Regions from separate parts of the Sus scrofa genome. Here all the other regions are linked to region 1. The links are chromatin contacts, called in public Hi-C and HiChIP or PLAC-seq maps. All regions are on one chromosome and are shown on one strand. The core of a region is the stretch at or near the end of the contact, and the rest is flanking DNA. Distances in the headings are between cores, read along the strand shown.

What was found. A called contact is a pair of places that touch in the nucleus more often than the background predicts. HiChIP or PLAC-seq counts read pairs in DNA pulled down with a chosen protein or histone mark.
Region 2: a contact with region 1 is called in a Hi-C map of skeletal muscle, with 4 times the contacts expected there. The contact joins the enhancer-like site here to the promoter of TGFBR2 in region 1. A contact is called at or near these places in 1 of 5 promoter capture datasets (liver), 10 of 47 Hi-C or Micro-C datasets (alveolar macrophages, embryonic fibroblasts, epiblast stem cells and 6 more) and 2 of 2 datasets of contacts at active chromatin or transcription factors (alveolar macrophages and skeletal muscle).
Region 3: a contact with region 1 is called in an H3K27ac HiChIP or PLAC-seq map of alveolar macrophages. The contact joins the enhancer-like site here to the promoter of TGFBR2 in region 1. A contact is called at or near these places in 7 of 47 Hi-C or Micro-C datasets (alveolar macrophages, blood, fetal skeletal muscle and 4 more) and 2 of 2 datasets of contacts at active chromatin or transcription factors (alveolar macrophages and skeletal muscle).

What each region holds. Positions count from the first base shown.
Region 1 is chr13:16,782,984-16,785,875 of Sscrofa11.1, forward strand. TGFBR2 (TGF-beta receptor type-2) reads left to right here and starts at 1,387. Exons shown (of 7, transcript XM_021071493.1): 1 at 1,387-1,677. The coding sequence starts at 1,584.
Region 2 is chr13:16,877,318-16,880,209 of Sscrofa11.1, forward strand. No RefSeq gene overlaps it. Among named protein-coding and RNA genes, the nearest start is that of TGFBR2, 94 kb to the left of the region's middle. Within about 2 kb of position 1,529, at least 3 of the 83 cell types and tissues checked have an H3K27ac peak or open chromatin away from gene starts, as enhancers often do. A contact at or near this core is called in skeletal muscle, where this site is marked.
Region 3 is chr13:16,850,054-16,852,945 of Sscrofa11.1, forward strand. It overlaps TGFBR2 (TGF-beta receptor type-2), which reads left to right. Exons shown (of 7, transcript XM_021071493.1): 5 at 399-540. Among named protein-coding and RNA genes, the nearest start is that of TGFBR2, 67 kb to the left of the region's middle. Within about 2 kb of position 1,373, at least 3 of the 83 cell types and tissues checked have an H3K27ac peak or open chromatin away from gene starts, as enhancers often do. A contact at or near this core is called in alveolar macrophages, where this site is marked.

The sequences.
Region 1 (2,892 bases), core at 137-2,636:
CCAGCCCTGGTGATTTCACCACACTTCCTGCTCCTAAATTAAAGAGCTAGGAAGTAGTCTTTTCCTAAAAGACACATTCAGAGGCAGCTGCAGGGCTGGGTGGAACAATGGTGACAAGACTTAAGGCTCCAGGATCAAGCAGAAGAACGTAGATTGATAGGGAAGATTTCAGGGGTTGGGTTTCCAGGGAGAGTTAGTTGCCTTTATTCTACGTAAGCCTGGCCACCTGCCTCTGCAAACAAGTTTTCTCTCAGATAAAGGAGTTTATTGTGAAAGGTCTCCTGATGGGAACGCTGTACTTGGAAGGCTGAAAGTAGGGTGAGCATATAAGTCATTATCCAACTGAGACACATGGGAACAAGAAAAGGGTTCTATTAATAATTTAGTTTTGGAACAGATGTACATCAGAATGGTTTGGGGCAAACCTGGTCAACCTAGCAAGTAGGGAAAGTTTAAAGTTGGTCCTGTTCTGCTACCACCAATGTCCCCCTTTTCAGGGGACAGACTCAGGGTTCTCTCCTGTCACAGAGCATTAGAAGGCAAGACCTGGCACTTAGCTGAGTCCCAGGCCACTATTTTCACACTTTCTGCCATACCTGACACACAATGAAGGTAACATTTTCCACTGTTACCACTCTGTGATGTCTTACCATGTACAATTACACACTGAGTCACCCCCAGGAAAAAAAGGCGGTTCAAAATGGGAGATATCATCCAAGAGCTTATCAAAATGCTGTCTCTTAGAGGAACTGAGGCAGAATCCGCATTTTAACGAGACTTTCAGGGAGTCCATAAGTACATTAAACTTGGAGACAAAGTTTTGGACTTTCTCCTTCAGTAACAAACATGTATCACAATGTGACAGTGTAGGCATACATAATTGAAACAAAAGTTTAAGGAGACAATACTCTTCTATTTGAAAACCAAAAACGTGCTCACAACTCAGGTTTCAGCACCCACTGCTGGGTTGCCCCTGGGAGTTTGAAAACTCCGTTCTAAAGCACTGAAGAACAAACTCAAAAAGGGTAGTGGGGAGGGGAGAATGCTTCGCAGGGGTGCTTTGGAAAGGGTTCATGCTTTCTGCGTTCAGTGACTTTCTGTAACCCTTGCACTAGGTCGCTCCACAGTAGGTCCTCGAGCGAGGAACCGGCAACAGCAGCGAGGGGTAGCTCAAAGTCTGCCAGAGCCCCGGAGGGGCAGTCCCGGGGACGTGATTGGCAGCTGCGAGGGAGGGCGAGGGCCGGGAGCCGGGCCGGGGGAGCAGGCTCCGGGGCGGCGAGAGGTCCTGCCCAGCTGTTGGCGAGGAGTTTCCTGTTTCCCCCGCAGCGCCAGGGAGAAGTCGTGAGTCACTCGCGCGCCCGGCCCGACGACACCCCGCGCGCGCACCCGCCGGCCGGGCCGGCCTCCCGCGCACCCCCTCGGCCGCCCGGGCCCCTGCGCCTCGCCCGCTGCTACCCCTGCGCGCGCCGGGCGGCGCCACATCTGGCCGCACCGCTGCCGGCGCCCGGCGCGGGTCCGGAGGGCGCGGGTGGAGGCGCAGCGGGCGCGCTCGGGCCGGTCTATGCCGAGCGGCGGGGGCTGCCATGGGCCGGGGGCTGCTCGGGGGCCTGTGGCCGCTGCACGTCGTCCTGTGGACGCGCATCGCCAGCACGATCCCGCCGCACGTTCCCAAGTCGGGTGAGTGGCCCCTACCCGGTCTCGGCGCTGGGGTCCCCGGGTCCCCACCGGGTTGCGCTTGACAGTGGCCCGGGCTGCGAGCGCGGGCGGAAGCCGGGACGTGTCCCCGATCCCCGCGGCCCGGCGCCCCGCGCGGGGACGTGTGCGTTTTTCTTTTCCAAAAACCCGGAGAGTGGCCGTGGCGGGGGGCGCGGGGCGCACCCGGCCCCCTTTGTGCGGGAAGGAAGGGCGCCGTGCCGGCAGTCCTGGCCGCCCCCACCCCCGGAAAGGGAAGTTTGAGAAGTTGGTGATCGGCAGAGTCAGGACGCGGCCCGGGCGGCCTCTGAGCAGCGGGCACACCTGGTTCCCGGCCCAGGATCGCTTAGCAGCCCCTAAAGGGCAGGACACCCCATCCTCAGCTCCTGGCAAAGGCCACATGCCCCTACGTCGGCTGGCTTCTTGGCCTGGAGTTACTGAAAAAAAGTTTCAAGAAAAGGAGCGTTGGCAAAAGAAAGTTTTCTGGCTCCACTGCTGGCTTGGAGTGGATGGGGCAGGGAGTGGGGGTTGTCAGGTGGAAGACAGAGTATTTACCGAGTGCCTGCTAGGTACTGGTGCTTGGTGCTGCGTGCTAGGTGCTGGAGATGTTGCCTGAACCGAACAACCCCGCCTTCCAGGTTTAGAGGTTCATTACGTTTGGTGGAAAGGAAGGGTTAAAATCCTAAATCCCCTACCCACCTGATCTTGATCTCTAGAGAGTTTTGAGGAGAGAAAAAATGCAAGAATTGCGTTCTTACTGATTTATTATGGAAAGTACCAAACCTCTGAGACCTTAAACGTTAGAAATTTTGTACCTCTGATCTACAGAACTGAGGAGCTGCATCTAGGGTCTGGTAACTGAGTCTTTGGACCTTTCTGGGCCTCAGTCTCTGCATCTGTGAAATGATGTGGTTAGACTTGGATCATTTTCCGTTCCTTTCATCTTTAATACCTAATGTCTCTCTTTTGCCCTTTGGTGACCTGGAGATGCACTGTATAGATTTGGAATAACTTGTAGAAGATCTGACAGCCCCTGTGGCTCTAAGGCACACACTTTGTTTACCAAGGACCAGAGGCAGACTTCCCTTTAGTTTTGTTTAGAAGAAATTTGCACCATGTTCTCCATGGGACAGTTCAGAGTACTTGAAGTGGATTGAGAACTTTTAAAAATTGTCTTATATCGAGGGTGGCGTGAGGATG
Region 2 (2,892 bases), core at 279-2,778, 94 kb after region 1:
GGCTTCATCCTACATCAGAAACTGCTGTGATCGGCAATGCATGCAAAGCTTTTGGAGCTGCATCTTGAACTTGGAAAGCCTTCAGTCCATATGGGCCAATATTAGGTTGGTTTAGTGTGCCAGGGCTGCTCTCTAAGGAGGCAGATTTTGAGGTACATCCTAGAGCACATTATCAAAGCAGAGGAAGTGGACACAAAAACTGCAGGCCTGGACAACAGGAAAGAACCTGCCCTGTGAGAGACCAATGATCTGGGAGAACTTCCGTTTGCTGACCCGCTGTGTCATTCGACTGACTCCTCCACTAGCTCTATGAGGTAGGTACTATGCCCATTTTACAGATGAGAAAAACTGCTCAGAGGACTCCAGAAGATGCCTAGGGTCTCACAGAGGTAGACTCTGCTTGCAAAGCCATATTGTCCTGGAGCCCAGAATTTGGAATAACAATTTGGAAGATTGCTTGGTTCTTTTCTCTAATTAATGTTGTCTCCTGAGGGACCTGGGTGTACCGCACCACCATGAATGTGTCCTACCCCATTCACATGGCACCAGCATTGTTCTCTTCTACCTCCACCCCACATGGGGCTGTTGCCTGATGCGGACAAATGAGGCATAATCTCAGCCTTGTTGCCCAGCTGACTTCCCATGCATATAAGAAATGCTGTCTAAATTTTTGCTGAGAGTACAACTGGAAGACGAGTGAATAGTGTTATCTAATGTGTGAAATGAGCTTAGTCTTTCAGATGGATTCAGATCTCGGATCGTGCCAAACTTTAAAAACATTATTTTAGTGGGTTTGTTTTTTTTTATTTTAACACGTACTAGAAAAAAAATAAACACATTCAGCCTTTGCTTGAAATATAGCTGATTTTAATTATAGCCAAATTGACTTTTTTTTACTGCATTAAGTAGATAACAGTCTTTATTTCTGGCAACCGCAGGAGCTGGGAGTATGAATGACAAGGTTAGTGTGCTTCCCCTAAAGAAGCAAATCCTTGTGAATCACTAAAATTTCTGAAGCACGGGAAGCACCAAACACCATCTTCTCTGTTTTACCATCTTTTAAAATTTGTTTTAATCATCACTACCAACCTACGATATAGTCTTACTTCTGTATTAGAAGCAAGGAAAAAGAGGCAGGGAGCCAAATGTTCCCTGGGTATTAGTAAAAGCCCCACAGTGAGCAGTCTTAAGGCCAGGATTTGAAATGAAGCAGTCAGACTTCAGAGCCTCACTCTGACCTTGAGCACAAGGTGAGGCCAGAGTTGGAGGGCAAGGTGGAACCCTGGAATACTTGGGGGTCTAATTCCTTAGCCTGAAATGCAGATGGGGAAGGTGCAGTTTGCACTGGAGGGGCGAGGAGTGGCCATCAGGGAGCCCAGGAAGCAAAAGTCATTTCTCAAAGGCATGTGAACTCTGGGCTCCAGCCCAAGTGCTCCAGCCAGAACAGGAGCCAAGATGTTCTGACCCCTCTTGCAGGCTATGTTTTGCCTGGGTTCTTTCAGTTCTGGCTGCTGCAAAGTCAGGAGCATTCCTGGTTGGCAGTAAGTCTCTAAGCACACTTGGCAGGGTCTTGATCCTTGCACCATCAGCAGCTCTGGATGCAGGCACTCCTGGTGCCTGGGAGTTTCTAGTTGGCAGGGGTGGGTTTTGTTTTAAGCTCTCTATGCAAATGACACACTAATAGTCCAGTCCTGAGGGAAATCCCTTCCCAAGGTGACAGAGAACTTTTCCTGTATGCAAGCATGCCCATCCTTTTTCACAAAAGTCACCACAGTTGGCATTTGCAATTTTGTTCATTTTCCTCCCGAAATAGGCTGCCTAATTGTTACTTATCACATTTCTAATTAGTTTTTTTTTTCACTTGAATAATTATAGCTCCACACACTGAGTTTGGGGCCATGGCTTTTGGGCCTACTTTGCAAAGTATGCAGATAAAGACAAGATTGTGAACTTTCCCACAACATGGCCTGCCAATCAGCCTCACAGAGTGTAATTTAACTCTAATACACCTCTTGATCTTCAGTGCATTTAAAAATAGCTTGCTAATAGTCTTCCTATTTGAATTAAGCTAAAATTGCACATGGTGTGAAATGTGTGCTCTCTCCCTCTTGTCTCTACACACACACACACACAGGCACACACATCCCTGATCCTGAAAAGGCACTCCACGTGCGGCTTGTGCAGCAAAACACTTTGAGATTGTCCTCAAATCTTCCCCATCTCGTGTCTGCAGTATAAACAACAGAATAATGGTAGCCTTGGGGCCAGAGGGTCATCAAAAAGGATAAAATGCCTCAAAATCATGTTTTGTCTGAATATCCATAACAAAATCCTTAAAATTGGGACCTCTGGAGTCAGGCCTCCTTGGTTCAAATCCTAACTCTGCATTGACTGTCTGACTTGATGTAAGCCTTTTAACCGTTTTATTCCTTTGGTTTCCTACCATGTAAAATGGGGTAATGGTAGACCCTCCCTGGGAGAGTAGTAAGAATTAGTATAAAAACAGAGCTACTGTTTTCAAAGTGGTTAGAACAGAGTGCATATAAGCATTATTATATCTGCTTCCAAATGAAGTTGTATTGTTGTCATACTAAAGACATGATATTCCCAAAATCTTTGGATAAAACAGACTCTTGAGGGAGCTAAGCCCTATTTCCCTGTAACTGTAAAGAGACCACCCTTATCCTTGAGAGGCTGGGTTGTCAGTGTGCCTGGTGTGGCTGTGGTGGTACATATGGAGCCCTGTGGGACTAGGAGTCTTGGGTCTCACCCAAGCTCCTCCATCTACCACTTCTTCTTCCATTATTGCTCTTTTGCCCTATCTGGACTCTCCCTATCCTGCCTACATTAGAAAGCTGGAAAAACTCAGAGGAGATAATAAGGAAAAACATA
Region 3 (2,892 bases), core at 123-2,622, 67 kb after region 1:
TGAAGCTTCAAGAATGAAAATGTATTTAATTTACAAAAACAAAAGTAAATATCAAAAGTATCACCATCGTCATCTCAGGTTCTCTGCAGGGATGTTATTATATACATAATAGGATGACATGTGTCAGGGGGCTAGACAAAGCAGCTCTGGGGATTGGTATTTCCTTATTTTGGCATTTTTTTTCTTGATATTCTTTAACAGGTTTTCAGGGAGAGAACACCTACTTTAAAAAAAATACTTACAAAAACTGTGCTTTTCTGTGCAGGTCTCATTATTTGTAAAAGCACTGTGCTTTTAAAGACCAACTACCCAAGTAGGGGACAAACAGCAGCTATATGTTGAAAAGAGACATGCAGTTGGCATGCAGTGATGGGCTTCAATGTCTGCTTTTGCTTTAGGTGGGAACTGCAAGATACATGGCTCCTGAAGTCCTAGAGTCCAGGATGAATTTGGAGAATGTTGAGTCCTTCAAGCAGACGGATGTCTACTCCATGGCTCTGGTGCTCTGGGAGATGACGTCTCGCTGCAACGCGGTGGGAGGTAGGCATGGACCACCGCCATGGCACCCTGGTACCTGACACGCCCTCCAAAATGATGTCATGCCCTTTGCTTCAGCACAATTCCAGGGAGACAAAAGAGTTAATCTGCAGTGAGAGCCAATTGAGATCTGGTAGGACACAGCCCTTCCAGAATGAAAGCCAGGTTTGGAGCATAGAGTGTTGCCTCTCCTTTCTTGAAGTATAATTACTTTTCTCTTGACCCATCTCTCCTCAGATATTTATATCTTTGGCAAGAGATGAACACTAGTAATATTTATAAGAATTATTTCTGTTTCTCAGATCAATTCCACTTTTCAGAAAAGCATCTGAGTTTTGTTTCTTTTTGTATTTCAAGGTTTTTTTCAGAATTATAAGGTCCAGGAAATGGCTTTGACTCAAAATTTACTTTTATGGATATAACTTTCCTTGGAGGGAGAAACAAGCAGACTGGTTTGATACATTTGTTTAGATTTTGAGAAATGTAGTGAAGAGGGGGCTCCTGAGGAATGCAGTGTTCTTCGGAGGCATGGGGGCGATGTCACTGTTTGAGTATTGTCCCCTGATCTTCCTGGAGCTGAGAATAGCTGATGTCTACATCACTTTATCTTGTTCTGACTCTCCTCTCAATGGTTTCCATGGGTCTTAGTTCTCGTCTTAGGAATGTATGTATCCCAGCCGGTTCCTGGCTGGATGCTAAGTCAAGCCAAGCTAACTCCAGTGTTCTTTTTAACCTTTTGTTTTGTAATGATTTCTGACTCACAGAAGCATTGCATGGGTAGTACAGGGAGTTCCTATATGCCCTTTACCCAGCTTCCTCTCATAGTAACATCTTGCCTAAACCAAGGACAGCCGTGGAAGGCAGGAAATGGACATCAGTCCCTTAATTGACCTATAGGACTTGCTCGGATTCTCAAGCCCCGACCCATGGGGAACAGGATCCACTCCAGGATTCCACGGGACCTTAGCGTGCCGGCCACCTCAGTCATCTCCTTCGGTGTGTGGCAGTGACTCAGGCTGTGTTTCTTTTGTGACCTTGACACTTGAGAAGAATTCAGACCAGTTATGTCATAGATGGTCTCTCATGTTGGGTTTCTCTGATGTCTTCTCATGATTAGATTGGGACCGTGCATTATTTTAGGCAAGAACAACACAGAAATGTCCTTGTGCCCTTCTCAGGGTGTCACATGGGGAAGGAGATGTCAGTTTTCGTCCAATTTTAGCACACAGTGAAGGTGTCTCCATGTGACACCTTCTCCCTGTGAAGACACTACCTTTTCCATTTGTAATTAATACATACCTTGTGGGCAGGTACTTTGACAAAATACCTGTTTAGTCAGGATACTAACCCTGTTTTTTGTTTTTTTTTGTTTTGTTTTTTGGTCTTTTTGCCATTTCTTGGGCTGCTTCCGCGGCATGCATATGGAAGTTCCCAGGCTAGGAGTCTAATCGGAGCTGTAGCTGCCGGCCTACGCCAGAGCCACAGCAACGCAGAATACAAGCCGAGTCTGCGACCTATATCACAGCTCATGGCAACGACGGATCTTTAACCCACTGAGCAAGGGCAGGGATCGAACCCACAACCTCATGGTTCCTAGTTGAATTCATTAACCACTGCGCCACAACGGGAACTCCCTAACCCTGTTTTTTTTTAATCATAATTTTACCTGCTCATTTTAGGATCTATCAATAGTTATTGCCAGTGACAGATATTACTATAACATTTCCCTTCTTCATTTACTCGTGATATTCTACTTAAGAAATATCTGTCCTTCCTCTCACCAGTCCCTGCTATTTATTCACTTACCTCTGTATTTATGTCAGTATGGACTTGTGGGTATTTTTTTATTCTGTGGGTATTTAATATCATCAATATTATTTAGTTGTTCAGGTTACAACAGCTTTGGTCACTGGGCCAACCTCCCCAGCATTTTGCTCCAAGCGAGTCTGGTTGGCACCATTGCCAGCTCTGATAATTCCTCCTGTCGAGAACTTTCTTAGCGGACCCTCCAGGGGGGTCCGGGTCACCCCCTCCTGATGGCAGCTTTGCTGTCCCATCCCCTGTTTCCCTGGGTCCCTGCACAAGGACAGCACTTGCTGTCTGGCTGACTCTGTTATTTTCTGGTTTCCTGCCTGAAATGTCTTCCCCCACAGCTCTTCCAAAAGTAACTTAGTTTTTCCTTGCATGGTGAAATTTGTTTTACCAAGTTTCAGTCACTGAGAATCATTTTCTGCATGAAAGTTTTGACAGTTCCAGAATGAGTACTTAGACCAGACCCGTAGGAGTTGTTTAAGAGACGATGCTGTTATCACTGTCAGAAGAGATTTACCTAGATTTCTATCTCTCTCTTAGCCT